3 separate regions of the Sus scrofa genome follow, and all the other regions are linked to region 3. A link is a contact called in public HiChIP or PLAC-seq data. All regions are on one chromosome and are shown on one strand. Each heading gives the region's core, a stretch centred on a gene start, on an enhancer-like site or on the middle of the called end of the contact. The rest is flanking DNA. Distances are from core to core; before and after follow the strand shown.

The links. HiChIP or PLAC-seq counts read pairs in DNA pulled down with a chosen protein or histone mark.
Region 1: a contact with region 3 is called in an H3K27ac HiChIP or PLAC-seq map of alveolar macrophages. The contact joins the promoter of ZWILCH here to the promoter of RAB11A in region 3. A contact is called at or near these places in 1 of 47 Hi-C or Micro-C datasets (embryonic fibroblasts) and 1 of 2 datasets of contacts at active chromatin or transcription factors (alveolar macrophages).
Region 2: an H3K27ac HiChIP or PLAC-seq map of alveolar macrophages shows a contact between it and region 3. The contact joins the promoter of MAP2K1 here to the promoter of RAB11A in region 3. A contact is called at or near these places in 1 of 5 promoter capture datasets (liver) and 1 of 2 datasets of contacts at active chromatin or transcription factors (alveolar macrophages).

The regions. Positions count from the first base shown.
Region 1 is chr1:164,478,367-164,483,116 of Sscrofa11.1, forward strand. It overlaps ZWILCH (protein zwilch homolog), which reads left to right and starts at 3,419. Exons shown (of 19, transcript XM_021100319.1): 1 at 3,419-3,711. The coding sequence starts at 3,659. RPL4 (60S ribosomal protein L4) reads right to left here and starts at 3,399. Exons shown (of 10, transcript XM_005659862.3): 1 at 3,110-3,399; 2 at 1,224-1,395; 3 at 937-1,043; 4 at 223-361. The coding sequence starts at 3,112.
Region 2 is chr1:164,379,200-164,384,205 of Sscrofa11.1, forward strand. It overlaps MAP2K1 (mitogen-activated protein kinase kinase 1), which reads left to right and starts at 2,693. Exons shown (of 10, transcript NM_001143716.1): 1 at 2,693-3,171. The coding sequence starts at 3,092.
Region 3 is chr1:163,855,691-163,860,324 of Sscrofa11.1, forward strand. It overlaps RAB11A (RAB11A, member RAS oncogene family), which reads left to right and starts at 2,564. Exons shown (of 5, transcript NM_001031788.1): 1 at 2,564-2,603. The coding sequence starts at 2,564. It overlaps TRNAQ-CUG (a tRNA gene), which reads right to left and starts at 2,097; the gene lies at 2,026-2,097.

The DNA.
Region 1 (4,750 bases), core at 2,169-4,668, 620 kb after region 3:
ACCAAATCACTGTATTTGAATTACTCCCCTAGGTACAAAGTATTCATTAATGACTGAGTTTTTAGACTGAAGTGGTCATAACTAGTATTTAGCAGAGGGAAATTTAGCCAGGCCCTCTAAGATGAAGAGAATTTATACAAGGTATCAACACCAATGAAAACTTTCAGGTGAAGGAAAAAAGGAGCATTTCATACAACTCATAGAAAATAAAATATCACAAACCTTTAGACATGACCAGCGCTGGTAAGGCTGAGGCAGCCAGTGCAGAGCAGATGGCATATCGCTTCTGTGTTGTGTTCACTCTGCGATGCCAACGTCGCCAGGTCTTGGTTGGCGCAAACATGCGGCCCCCACGACACATCTATGTTCCCAGTTAAGAATTACATTTCTCAAATTTTAGCAATTAAGAACAGGTTATGCCTTGCTCAGTAGGAGTTTTCGTCACCCTTCTGAACCAGCTTACTGACAGCAGGCAACTGTCGCTGAGAACAGAGTAAGGCGCAAATTACGACATCATTGCAAGCAAAACATAATGTTGCATCTGTTATCGTTAACCTGGACTCTTCAATATTTTGGACATTTTTTAAAAAAATCTTTTTGCCATTTCTTGGGCCGCTCCCACGGCATATGGAGGTTCCCAGGCTAGGGGTCCAATCGGAGCTGCGGCCGCCAGCCTACACCAGAGCCACAGCAACGCAGGATCCGAGCCACGTCTGTGACCTACACCACAGCTCATGTCAACGCCGGATCGTTAACCCACTGAACAAGGGCAAGGATCAAACCTGCAACCTCATGGTTCCCAGTCGGATTCGTTAACCACTGCGCCACGACGGGAACTCCTTGAACATATTTTTAAACCACTAACATGAATAAAGCAGGTCCAGGCTGCTAAATGCCACAAGAGCTGACCAGTCTAGGTAGTGAAACAAAGGATACATTTCCAAAAGCACCCTGGCCAGAACGGTGAGTCCCACCACCTCGAACCCTGGGAATTCGAGCCACAGCTCTGCCAGTACCCCAAGACTCAGCACTGGTTTGATGACCTGAAATTGTGAAGAAACACAAGTTTCAGCTACCCAACCACACTAGTCTATGACTATGCTATTAGCAAACAGCATCAGAACATCCAGGAAAATCATGTGGTTCAGAAACACGGACCAACGGAGTGGAATTTCATCATTGCTGTTTTAAAATACCAACCCATGAAACCCCTAAATCCATACCTGCTAATTCACTGACAGCATATGGCTGTCTGTTGTTTTTGCGCAGGTTGGTGTGAACAAAGTTCACGATGTCTGGTCGAATGGGAGCCTTGAACACAGCAGGCAAAGTGACATTTTTGCCAGATGACTCCCCTTTTTCTGAGTACACTGATATCAGTGGACGAGCACACGCCTGAGAAAAAGGAAAATATTTATATTGACAAGCAACAGAGGCACTCTTCTCACATGTCAACAAAAGCATTAACTACTGTTACAGAAGAGACTGGAGTTTGACTAGGAAGTAATGCTAAAACCAAAAACAGAGGCTAAGTTACTAACACACCATCAGGTCTATTAACATCAATATACATTTGAAGGACACTTAGATTCTTAAGTTCTGCCACAGAAATTTCACTGTTTTCAAAGAGAATGCTTTATATTAAAACTTCCAAACCAGGCCTTAGAAAGCAAACTCATCAAAATCATACATCACAAGGTTTGAAAATGCAGTTTAATGCCACCATTCAAATTTGTTCATCCCAAATATAAGCAAATTTGATCTAACAGAGCTCTATTCCAAATATCCATCCTTGCTTCCTTCATCCCATTCCAAAAACATCTTCCAAAACTTACTAGTAAAAACGCCAGTCATGTTACTTTTTACATAATCTTCTCCAAGGACTTACTCCCTCAAAGTTAACTAAGACTCTGAGGATGACCCACACCAGCCACCTGTTAACCTCAACTCCCATACTCTCTTCCAGATACTCAGACCTACCTCAGAGATATCCCCCTCCTGCCTCAGAGTTAACAAGTCTTCTTAAAGATACCCTCCCCCATACCTACACTTCAGGCCACTTTGAAGGTTTCTCAGATCACTGAAGCCCAACTACTGCCTCCTCTCTCATTGCCTATGATTACATCATTTAATGCCACCAAACATTACAATCCATTTTGTCCAACTCAATTACAACGGATGCATCATAAGGATAGTGCTTTCTGACTGTTTTGTTCACTCAACTCCCCAGGACACATGGTGCATGCAGACTGTATTTGTGGAAATGCAACTTCTAAGCCAAAAGGACCAGAACGCTTTCAGAGGCAGATCTTAAGCTGACACACAATTAATTCACTCTGCGGTACTAACATCGCCAGATCTTGGTTGGCGCAAACATGAGGCCCCCACGACACATCTATTTTCCGAGTTAAGAATCTCATTTCTCAAACTTTAGTAATTAAGAACAGATTATGCCTTGCTCAGTAGAATTTTCGTCACCCTTCTGAACCAGCTTACTGACAGCAGGCAACTGTCGCTGAGAACAGAGTAAGACGCAAATTACGCCATCATTGCAAGGAAAACCTAGTATCAAACCATCCTTTATATTGAGCATAAACATTTTAAGACCCTTACCATGAATAAACTAGGCTCAATTTACTAAATGCCACAAGAGCTAGCCAATCTAGGCAGTGAAACAAAATATTTTTCTTAAGGAAATTTCTCAAAAGAGATAAATGTTCCTTGCTTAACAGCTCACGGAGATACAAGGACCCAAACTAACTCTTTCACCCAGACTGTTTTAGGCCCCGAGAATTTCCAAGTCTTCAGCGGAACCAATGCCTTCTAAGATCGAAGGAAAGATCGGATTCCAAAGGTCCCTCTGCGCCCGAGAACTATCTGGGGAGGATTCTCCGGAGTCGCTTCCAGGCGCGCCGGGCGCCGACTCGCACACGTTGCCTCTAAGATGGCTGCCATAGAGCCGCGCTACCCAGGTCCCAGCCGCAAACAGACGACTTTAGCCCCCATCATTTGTTCCCGCCTTGAAGACCTCATGCCCTGAAACCCCAAACCCATTCCTGCCAGGCCCATTGAGCAGAAAATAAGCCCAACCGAGAAGAACTCCACTCACCATGGTGGGGAGAGGAGAAGGCCACGCTCCTCTCAACCCGGCGGCTCCCACAGGAAAAGGAAGTGCTTAGCACTCTCACTCTATATGTAATCTTCAACTCGTCCCCCACCTTGCCCCGTCTCAGAACCGATTCAGGGACACAAAATATCTCTCTACGACTCTACATAAATAAAAAAGTAGAGTATTATTTCTGAATAGGTGTCAAATTGCGGTTTCTATTAATTTTCAAAGCCAAAAGAGCTCTTACAACCGAGGGACTCTTTTTCGCGGAGTAATCCACAAGGGGGCGTGGCCAATTCTCGCGAGATCAGTATCTTTTTCCCCGAAACCGCTAAAACTTATTTTAACTTTTTCTTACGGGAATGGAAAACTATTGGGACAGGAAAAGCCGCGGTGTGTTATAAAACAAAAGTTTAACTTTGTGAACAAACGAGAGCTTTTGGGGGTGGGGTAAAAGTAGTTCTGGAGGGGGGGTCATGACCCCGGACGTCAGCGTCGGGCGCGTATTTCAGATTGGCGGTTCCGGTTCGGCAGTGCGACGGGTGCAAGATGTGGTTGCGAATGAACCAAGCTGCTGAAGAGTTTTACGCTCTTCTCCTGAAGTGAGTTATAACCCTTGCTTTTGGCTTGGCTCTGAGCACAGCACCTCTTCCTCGGGGTATCTCATTTCTCCCCCCAATCCTCTAGACGCAGCCTTGGGGATTAACGCCTCGCCTGTTTCCAGCGGCGCGAATGTTGCCGCCTAGTCAGCTTTCCTGGGGTCTGGGAGCTGAGGAGAGGTTTGTTATCTGCTCCATTGTGGGGATTGGCCCTGTGGGGCTTGCTTGTAGTCTTGTTTTAAAAAAAAAACATCTGTACGCTGTCACTCGAGGTGGAAGGTGACAGGTTTTCCAAGAGGCGAGTTATTCTGATAAACACACACACTCGTGGTGTTAGAGGCACCTGTCAGGATATGGAGCACTAGATGTTGATATCCTTCATCTCTTTAAAGCCTTGCTAGTGTGAAACGTGTTGTTATAGTCTATTCAGGATAGAAATTATGAAAGGAACAACAGCTAGAATGCTATAGTGATCGTGTGTCGGCCCTTTAAAGCATCTTTATTTCACAGTGCTCGAAGACCTCATTTTATTTTTAGAGTGAAGTACCAGTACCAAAGGAGATTCCATCCAGTTCTGTCTACATCCAAAGTAAAAATCTAGTCCGGTAGTTCTCAAATTTGAGCTTGTGTCAGAATCACCTGGCGGGTTGCCAAAACAGATTGCTGGGCCTACTTTTAGGGTTTCTGATTTAGTAAGTCTGGGTGGGATCTGTAAAGAATTTGCGTTTTTGCTGTAATCTAACCCCTTATTTTCTAAGTGCCATACTTTTTCATTGTTTATTGCTTTTTTTTTACTGCTTACAGAAGTGGTAGTGCTTGTCGATTTTTTTCAACATTATAGAAAGAGCTGTAGCTTTTTTAGCTGTGGTGTAAGCCGACGGCTACAGCTCCGGTTCAGCCCTTAGCCTGGGAACCTCCATATGCCACGGGTGCGGCCCTAAAAAAAAAAGTCAAAGTGAGGCAGTCACAGGTGTACTTTTTATTTCAGTGAGTCATAGAGTACATCAAATAAAAAATGGTATCTTTTTTTCCACTCTTTTTC
Region 2 (5,006 bases), core at 1,443-3,942, 520 kb after region 3:
CCTATGCCAGAGCCACAGCAACTCGGGATCCAAGCCGCATCTGCAACCCAAACCACAGCTCACTGCAAGCCAGATCCCCAACCCACTGAGCGAGGCCAGGGATTGAACCCACAACCCCATGGTTCCTAGCCATTGTGCCACGGGAACTCCTCACATTGTGGTTTTAAGTTGCATTTTCCTGATAAAGAAGTTCAGCATCTTTTCATATCTTCTTCTGGTTAATATGTTACCATTTTTTTTTTTTTTTTGTCTTTTCTAGGGCCACAGCCATGGCATATGGAGGTTCCCAGGCTAGGGGTCGAATTGGAGGTGTAGCCGCCAGTCTATGCCAGAGCCACAGCAATGCCAGATCCAAGCTGAGTCTGCGACCTACACCACAGCTCACGGCAACACCAGATCCTTAATTCACTGAGCAAGGCCAGGGATCGAACCCGCAACCTCATGGTTCCTAGTCGGATTCATTAGCCACTGAGCCACGATGGGAACTCCCATGTAGGAGTTCTTCATATATTATAGATATGATTTCTTTTTCCAATATATGTGTTGCAAATGTCTCCTCTCCTTTTTATCTTTTTTTTTTCTTTTTGGTCACATCAGTGGCATGTGGAACTTGCCTGGAGAGGGCCTGAACCTGTGCCACAGCAGTGACCCGAGGCACAGTAGTGACAACACCAGATCCTTAACACTGCACCACCAGGGAACTCTTTTTTACACTTTTTTTTTTTTTTTGTCTTTTTGCTATTTCTTTGGGCCGCTCCCGCGGCATATGGAGGTTCCGAGGCTAGGGGTGGAATTGGAGCTGTAGCCGCCAGCCTACGCCAGAGCCACAGCAACGCGGGATCCGAGCCGCATCTGCAACCTACACCACAGCTCACGGCAATACCGGACCATTAACCCCCTGAGCAAGGGCAGGGACCGAACCCACAACCTCATCGTTCCTAGTCGGATTCGTTAACCACTGTGCCACGACGGGAACTCCCTTTTTTACACTTTTTGAAGGTTGAAAGTAATTAACAGTAATGTAGTCCAATTTATCATATTTTTCCTTTACGACTTGTGGGGTTTTTTAATGTGTGTGTCTTGTTTAAGAAACCTTTGCTAGGATTTCCCTTGTGCCACAGCGGGTTAAAGATCTGGCATTGTCACTGCAGCTGCTTGGGTCACTGCTGTAGCTCAGGTTCGATCCCTGGCCTGGGAACTGGGAATGGGAACTTCCATATGCCGCAAGCAAAGACAAAGAAAAAAAAGAAAGAAAGAAAGAAAGAAAGAAAGAAAGAAAGAAAGGGCTGTTTCCACTTTTTGGCTGTTATAACTAAGGCTGTTTCCACTTTTTGGCTGTTATAACTAAGGCTGCCATAACGTTTGCATAAACAGTTGTGTACAAATTTTGTATGGATATATATTTTTTCATTTCTCTTGAGCACATAGGAGTGGAACTGCTGGGGCATGCTGTAACTATATTTAACTGTTTGAGGATCTGCCAGACTATTTTTCCAATTATCTGCACTATTTTACATTCTCATCTTTTTTTTTTTTTTTTTATCTTTTAAATGGCTGCACTGGTGGCATATGGAAGTTCTCTGGCCAGGGATTGAATTTGAGCTGCACCTTTAACCTATGAAACAGCTGTGGCAACACTGGATCCTTTAACCCACTGCACCAGGCGGGGGATCAAATCCAGCTTCTTAACCCACTGTGTCACAGAGGGAACTCCTACATTCTCATATTAATCTTAACAATTTTTTAAAATGTTTAAAATTGAATATGCTATATATAATAATAATAACAATAATAAAACTTCAAATAGTCTACAAAATGAAAAGGAAACCTTATTCTCTATATACTGCAAACAGCTGACACGCTTCTCTGAGCCACTAGGTGCAGATGCTTGCATTGTTTTGCACACCTAATGCTTTTAGAACTTTAGGAAAGGCGAAGGGGAAGAGATGGATTCAATGTGTACTTTCAGTCATTTGAATCACCTTTGATCTTAAGCTTTTTATTGATATCTTATTTCCTCAGTTTTATAGAACTGGAAATCTTGGTTGAAAAAGCTTTTTTTGTTTTTAAAACTTTAAAAATATATTCCCAACATGCTCTCAGAAAAGGTTGCCCCAATTTACAGTCTCATCACCACTGAATACCCATCTCCCTGTACCTTCGTTAACAGATTAGTAGTATTACCGTTTTATATGTATCTGTATATCTATTTGCCAGTTTGTTGTGCGCAAGGAGTCTCTAGACAAATTGACTATTTCCGACGCTGCCTCTAGAAACAAAAATCGGGTCTTTTCCTTTATTCATTTTATTACTTCAGCTCTGTCAACGTGACTCGGCCTGGGGTCTATAATCACCGCAGAGCAGGAGACTGTGTCGCTACCAACCAGGTCAAGCTCCCCTCTCTGCTAGCTGTGGGAACCAGGATTCACGACCTCTTTTCTCCATGGGTCCACCTGCGTGCCTCTGGGCAGCAGAGGGCGCGGCTGAACCACCACCGGACCCCTCCCCCAGGTTAACGCGCCGCGCCCCCGTGACGTATTTCCGCGTCATCTGCTGCCGAGGAGTGCTCCTATTGGCTGTCGGCTAGGTAATAGGGGCGGAGCCGAGTGGGTGTGTGGAAAACGCAGCCTCCTGGGTGGGGAGGTGAGGCTTCCCCCTTCCCCGCCCCTCCCCCGCCCTCCAGTCCCTCTCTGGGACGGCTGCGCGGACCCGCTTGGAACGCGGCGGTAGCGGCGGCGCACTTTCCCCGGCTGTAGCTGGACAAGGCTGTAGTGCGCGCGCCGCGGCGCCCCTCGAGCGGGAGGGACCGGTTGACTGCAGTAGAGTCGGAGGGAATCCCGGGCTGCGGAGCTGCGCCGGCGGGGAAGCCCTTCGGTTTGCTGTGCACCAAGAGAGTAAGGCGGGGGGTCTCCCGAGACCGCCACCGGCCCCCTCGGTGCCGACAGGACCGCGCGGAGCGCGCCCCCCGAAGGCAGCCCCGGGCCGGTGGCCCTGACTTGGTCCCGCGCGCCGGGCGCCGGGCAGCTCAGAGGGAGGAAACAAGAGGGGCCGCCCTCCCCGCGGAGTTGGAAGCGCTTTCGCTCGGTCCAAAATGCCCAAGAAGAAGCCGACGCCCATCCAGCTGAACCCGGCCCCCGACGGCTCCGCGGTTAACGGGACCAGCTCGGCGGAGTAAGTCTGGGGGTGCTGAGGTGGCCCGGGCCGGGGCGCAAGAGCGGAGTCGGGTGCGTGCGGCGCGCGGGGCTCCTCTCGAGTCGTCACGTACGTCTCGGGCTGTCGGGCTCGAGGAACTCCCCGCCGCCGAGGTGACTAAGCACTGATTGTGCTCCTGATTCAGACCGGTCAGTGGACCCAAGGAGTGTCGATCTCCCCCCCCCCCCGCCCATCCCCACCCCTTTCCCGACCCTTTCAGTCATCCCTGACTTCTGATCATTTTCCTCTTCTCCCTTAAAGATTAAAAACTGGTTCATTGCCCGCCCGTCCCCAGCTGTTTTCCCCAGATCCTCCGGGATTTTGGCCTGTAACGAGGAGAAGGGAGCAGATGTCTTGGAGTAATTAAGATCACATCTGCGTCTTTGAGACCAGCTCAGTTTGTAGAGTGTGGAGTTGGGACCGGCTAGCAGCCCTCACCTTCTTACCTGACACCTGTGGCCTAGGATTGCCTCGCTGCGGCTACCGCCTGGCCCGGGGGGGGGGGGGGGCGTGTGTACACTGATATTCCCGTGGCTTCTCCCTTGTCGACTTTGGGGGCTCCCATTCCTTGGCCTTCCTGGAAACCCTCTTGTCTCTAAGGGAGCGGCTTTTCTTTTTCTTCTTCTGACCATTCATTCACTCATTCATCAAATCGCTTTTCATTAGTGTCTCCTGGGGTTTTTTATTTGACCATGATCCCTAAATTTCTGACCTGAGGCCTGACACCTTGGCCTTGGAAATCACACATAAGGTGCTCCATTTCTGCAGCTTCCAGTGTTGCCCACAAACCAGCACTTTATTTCATTAGACAGTGATGAAACTGTTTCATTGCTGTTTCCAAGTTCCTACATCTGCTTTTCGTCCTGGGTAAGGGACAGGATTGTATGAGGAAGAAAGACTTGGTGAGCTGGAGAAATACCAGAAAAGATTTAGTTCTTAATCTCTTACCTGCAGACTGAAGACTGAGAAAGCTAACTAATAAAATGAATAGATTAGGCCTGAACCTTCTGCCCTTTGGTGATTTCTGTAACCTTCCTTTGTCTCTCTAGATTTTAATAGCCTGGGGACTTGGTGACTCTTTCTGTCCTTATGATGACCACAGGGCCAGTGGTGGACAGACCTGTGGTGGGAGCTCAACTGCATTCCTCAGACATGTTCTCAACAAACTCCTTTCACTATTGTAGTGTCTGTTTTGCATGATATTAACTTGTACAGGTCTGTGGATTACTTTGCAAACATTCAATTTTAGTGTACAGAGTTTTATCCCCTTAAAATAGTGTGAAAGGCCTCCAGGACAGGGCAGGCCAGGACAAGTTTTTTTTTTGTTTTTTTGGTTTTTTTTTTGGTCTTTTTGCTATTTCTTGGGCCGCTCCCGTGGCATATGGAGTTTCCCAGGCTAGGGGTCGAATCGGAGCTGCAGCCGCCAGCCTATGCCGGAGCCACAGCAACTCGGGATCCGAGCCGCGTCTGCAACCTACACCACAGCTCATGGCAATGCCGGATCATTAACCTACTGAGCAAGGGCAGGGACCGAACCCGCAACCTCATGGTTCCTAGTCGGATTCGTTAACCACTGCGCCACGACGGGAACTCCTTTTTTTTTTTGTTTTTTTGGTTTTTTGGTTTTTTTTTTTTTTTTTAGGCCAGGACAAGTTTTGACCAAGGTTGATTCTCACTGAATGTCGTGGCCTGATCATCCTGCTCCCTTTTGATTTGGAGGAGGGTACGAAGTGGAAATACCTATGGTCATTCTGTTGTTAATTGTGACACCATTGCTGTGTTCTTGCAAAGGGAAGGAGTTTCATTATAAGAAA
Region 3 (4,634 bases), core at 1,314-3,813:
GAGTGCTGTGGTTTGGTGTGCTGATTTAAAGGGAAATACACAACATGAGAGTTGTGAGTTTTATTCAAGGTCTTGCTGATGACTATAGCCCTCTAGGTAGTTTTCAGAAACTGCTCCTAAGAGGTCAGGGTAGGTAACTGCAATAGGTTGTGATTTAACCCTTATATCACTGGATGGTGAACAATAGTCTTTGCTCTTTTTTTGTTCACAGGTGAATCTAGGAAGTGCTAAGTTCAGCACAGTTAAAATTTTTTGTCTTCAGAGTGGCATATTTAGACTTTAAAATACCAGTGTGCTAGGGGACCTTCTAAGGTAGGGAAAACCATGTACAGTGCTTCTCAATTTATTGAAACATGCAGTTCCTTCTTTTGAGGAATACTATTGACCTTCTCAGGACACACCATTGAGAAACAATGACTTAAGGGAAAAAGTTCATAATTCTTCCTCGAGCATGAATGGCCTTGCTCAACATGCTCTTATCATCTAATTTCCTCCATTTCCCCACATAAGTTTCCTTACTTTCTTCAGGGGTCAATGCTAGTTCCTCTTCTTCCAGGGAGTTCTTCCTAATTATCTCAGCCCCTCTGAACTGTGGCATGTTGCCAGAACTCTCCTTCAGGCCTGTCTGGTAACTGATACTCCCCCTTTTCTTGCATCCATCCTGACTATCTACCTGAGTTGTGCTAGGAGTGTCATAAGTGATCTGTAGTACACATAATGTTTAGCTGTTTGAGTAATTTTGTTCTCCTCTAACATGGATAATGCTCAAGGCAGTATCTAGGCCTTAGGTAAACCTTCTGTTGCTTTATACTGTCACAGAAAGCATCGAAAATGGCACTGTATTAGTTTTCTATTGCTGCTGAAACAAATTACCACAAACTTAGCGACTTAAAGCAACACACATTTATTATTTTGTAATTCTGTAGGTCAAAAGTCTGACATGAGTCTCACTGGGCTAAAATCAAGATGTCAGCAGGGCTGTGTTCTTTTCTGGGGGGCCTTAGGGAAGAATCAATTTCCTTGCCTTTTCCATCTTCTATAATAAGCTTCTATGTTCCTAGGCTCCTGGCCCCCTTTCTCCATGTTCAAAGCCACATGGGCTGGTTGAGGCCTTCTCACATGACATCACTGACCTCCTCTGTCTACCCTACTTTTAAGAACACTCGAGAGGACATTTGGCGCACCTGAAGAATCCATGCTAATCTCCCTATTTTATTTCTTTTAATATGTATTTATTAATGATTTTTATAATCTCCCTATTTTATAGTCAGTTGATTTGCAACCTTAAGTCCATCTGCGAACGCAATTCCCCTTTGCCATGTAACCTAACATATTCACAGTTCCTTGGGACTGAGAAGTGAACATCTTTGGGGCACCATTATTCAGCTTACTACAGGTACCCTTGCCCCAAAGTCTAAATTGCATATAGGTGGTAGTGGGGTTTGACAATAAAGGGGAAAAACTTTTTAGCCTAACAAACTCTCTTAAAATACAGGGAGGTACTGCTGTGTGGTCTTCGGTAATCTCTTGAGGCTCCCCATCCACATTTCCGCTAAAATGTTAATTGCCATCCTTTGCTCTGTGTGTTAAATGAAATAATTATGTAACTAGGTTTAGCTTAGGGGATGACAAATAGGGTGCAAGAAGTTCTTGATGAATTTTGAGGAGGAGGGTGGGCGAGGTTCTTTGAATGACATCTGGAGATGGTTTGAGAAATTCCTGGAGAAATGGAATTCTAGCAAAAGGAATTCTGATTCTAGCAAAAGGAATCAGGTGTCACGGAAGCTTTGGAATTCAGGTTTAAGTCCAAAGGCCCATTTTAAAAAAATGAAGCGCAGAGGCTACTTAGAAAGCACCTAGGTGACAGCACAGAACTTAAGAGGGAACTATATGAAGTTTTCCCAGGCAAAGACATGTGTCATTTCCTCTCTACTTAGTTCAAGGACAGATATACCATGGTTGTACCTCGATCACCTAGTGAATAAGTAAATGAATTATAAAAACATAGCTAGGAAAAAGTGTCCTAGGTTCCACCGAGATTTGAACTCGGATCGCTGGATTCAGAGTCCAGAGTGCTAACCATTACACCATGGAACCGACACGCTCAAGAGGCCGCCTTCGGCTCTCTAATCCTTAGATAACCCCGCCCCCATCCACAGTTCCACCAAAGGAATCAGTGTTGCAGTGCTCTCCAGCGCCCGGCTTCTCCGCCTGGCGGCCCGCGGAATAAAGGAGACCAGGAAGTGTGGTGAGCAGCAGCTGGGAGTGCGGTCAGTCGACAGGCCGGGGCTCAGTAGCTCCTCGGAACCTTCTGGAGTGGCTCAGAACTTGAGACCCACGAGGTTCACGCCTACCGCCTTCTTGGATTCAGGGGCGGAGTACTGCCTCCCCGGAAGTACTTCCCCTTAGGGGCTGGGGCCTGCCGGAAGTGGCGTAGCGGCAGGGAGGGGTTCTTCACCCGGTCCGGCAGCTGAAGCTCGGCGCTTGGGTTACCCCTGCAGCGACGCCCCCTGGTCCCACCGGTCTCTCTACTGCTCCCGCCCCTTCGCTCCTCCGCCTGGCCATGGGCACCCGCGACGACGAGTACGACTACCTCTTCAAAGGTGAGGCTGTGGGCTCTCGGACAGGCCCCCGAGTCCCGGTTCGGGGGCCTGGGACACTCCCGGGGGACCCGCCCGGCGGGCTGCCCCGGCTCTGAGATTGGCCTTCCTCAGCCCTTCCTCTCAGTGCGGTTCGTTTTGCCGTCTCGCAGCTCAGTCCCTTTTTTTCCCCCTCACTTAGGCTCCACACTGGCTCTTAGCGACCTCCCCGGAGGCCTTAGGAAGCCTCAGCGTCCCTACCGTGCCCCCTTCTCGCTGCTGACTGCCTTCTCCCACATCGCCTTCCTTATTTCCCGGGTTCCACGGCCTCTTCAAAGGGGAGCCCCTCCCACCTTCCATCTTTTCGGGTTGGGCGCCCCCTCAGCAGACATCCCGAGCCCCTCTGACAGGCCTTTCTCTTTGCTCCCACACCTTTCCTTCGGCGCACACTTCCACTACAGGTCTTTTTCTTATCAACCTCCCTTTCCCCTTGGGCAAGCCTCTCCTCTGCGTCTCCTCACGCCCCTCCCCACGGCCAGACGCCTCTCCTAGTCCGGTTCTCCCATCTCCTTGGCCAGGCCCTGGTTAAAACCCAAACGGGCCAGCGGCCCCACCCCCACCCGCCCCACAGCTCTCGAGGTCCGTAACCTTCGCGCACAGCCCCCGTGGTTGGTAACTCTTTTTCTGCCTCCTCTCCCCACATAGTTTAGTTTAGGAGCTCTCCCGTGTCTCCTGTGCGACCCTGAGGGTGGTGGTGGTGGTGGTGGGGGTTAGGGCAAGAGGGATGGTCCCATCACCCACGCGCGTACTTGTCGCAGTGACCGGCAGACCGATGTGACTTGCACCCATCCTTTTTTTCTCCTACCCTCCCTACCCAGCGGCAACCAGCCCAGGATAACTCTTAACACTGCTCCCGACAAGGGGTTGCGGATGGGTGGCGGCTGTTATCCTTGCCAGACCTGAAGGCCCAGTTCCTGAGCAGGAAAGGTTGTGCGCTGCACAAATACTAGCTTGCTTTATCGCTATGGACTGGTTGCTTCCTGCTGCAACACTGGGAGGATCCAACCTTTTGGTGTTTTTAGAACAGGAAGGGAAGAGTCCTAGTTGGTCACATACCTTTGCCAAAATATGGGAGTTGGGAGGGGGGCGCATGGCGAAGTTGTGTGCTCTTTGGTCAAATTAAATATTTTTTATAAGATAGGGAAACATGTAGTGCCCTTGGACAAAACATTGGAGGGTGGAGTGAAGAAAAATTGCTTATTGGCTAGTCCAGAAAGAATCCAAATAGTTTGTTTTTTTTTTTAATCAACAAAGATAAAAGGTACAGTTTTCAGAGAGAAAAGTACAGTAAATGCTTTTTTTGTTCAGTGAATGCGCTCTCTCTGATGCTCTTTCTCTGCTCCTGAATTAGGAGGGCAGCCATCAGTAGTATGCTGAACAAAGATCATTACCAGGGAGGAAGAAGCCATTGCTATTAAAGCTTTACAGTGGAGGGTGGAGTTAAAAAAGAATGTTAAGCTTGGTGACTGTGTCTGACTTTGCCACTGGGTGCTGAGAATGGTTGACTAAACAAAGCGAGAAACATTGCTTTACCAGTACTTTGCGAATCTTGGCATTATAGCTGATGATATACCTTTATAAGCACTTAGTCTTCTCAAGTTTTATATAGGGTGAGTACCTTCACTATGCACTCCTACCCCCACCTCCCACATAGTGGAAAGTCATTTTTACAGATACAGAAAGGGAACATGGATTCATTTGTATGCTATTGGTTAAAGGCATCTGAGGTCTGGTGAAAATATTTAGTGAGACTCTGAAGACCGGTGTTAGTCATTAAAGGGAGATTTGTTTTTTTTAAATAAGGTACAAGAACAGCGGGCAGCTAGCTAGCTAGCTTTGAAGTAATTAATTTAGAGCAAGATAAACTATCAGAATATTTCTCCTGTTTGGTTTAGAACTTGGATGTTGGTTATAGAAGCCAGTTATTTTTTTCACTAAGTTCACTAATTATCCTTGATTGGCTTAGGGGATTTTTAACTTAGCTTTGGGTTTAGA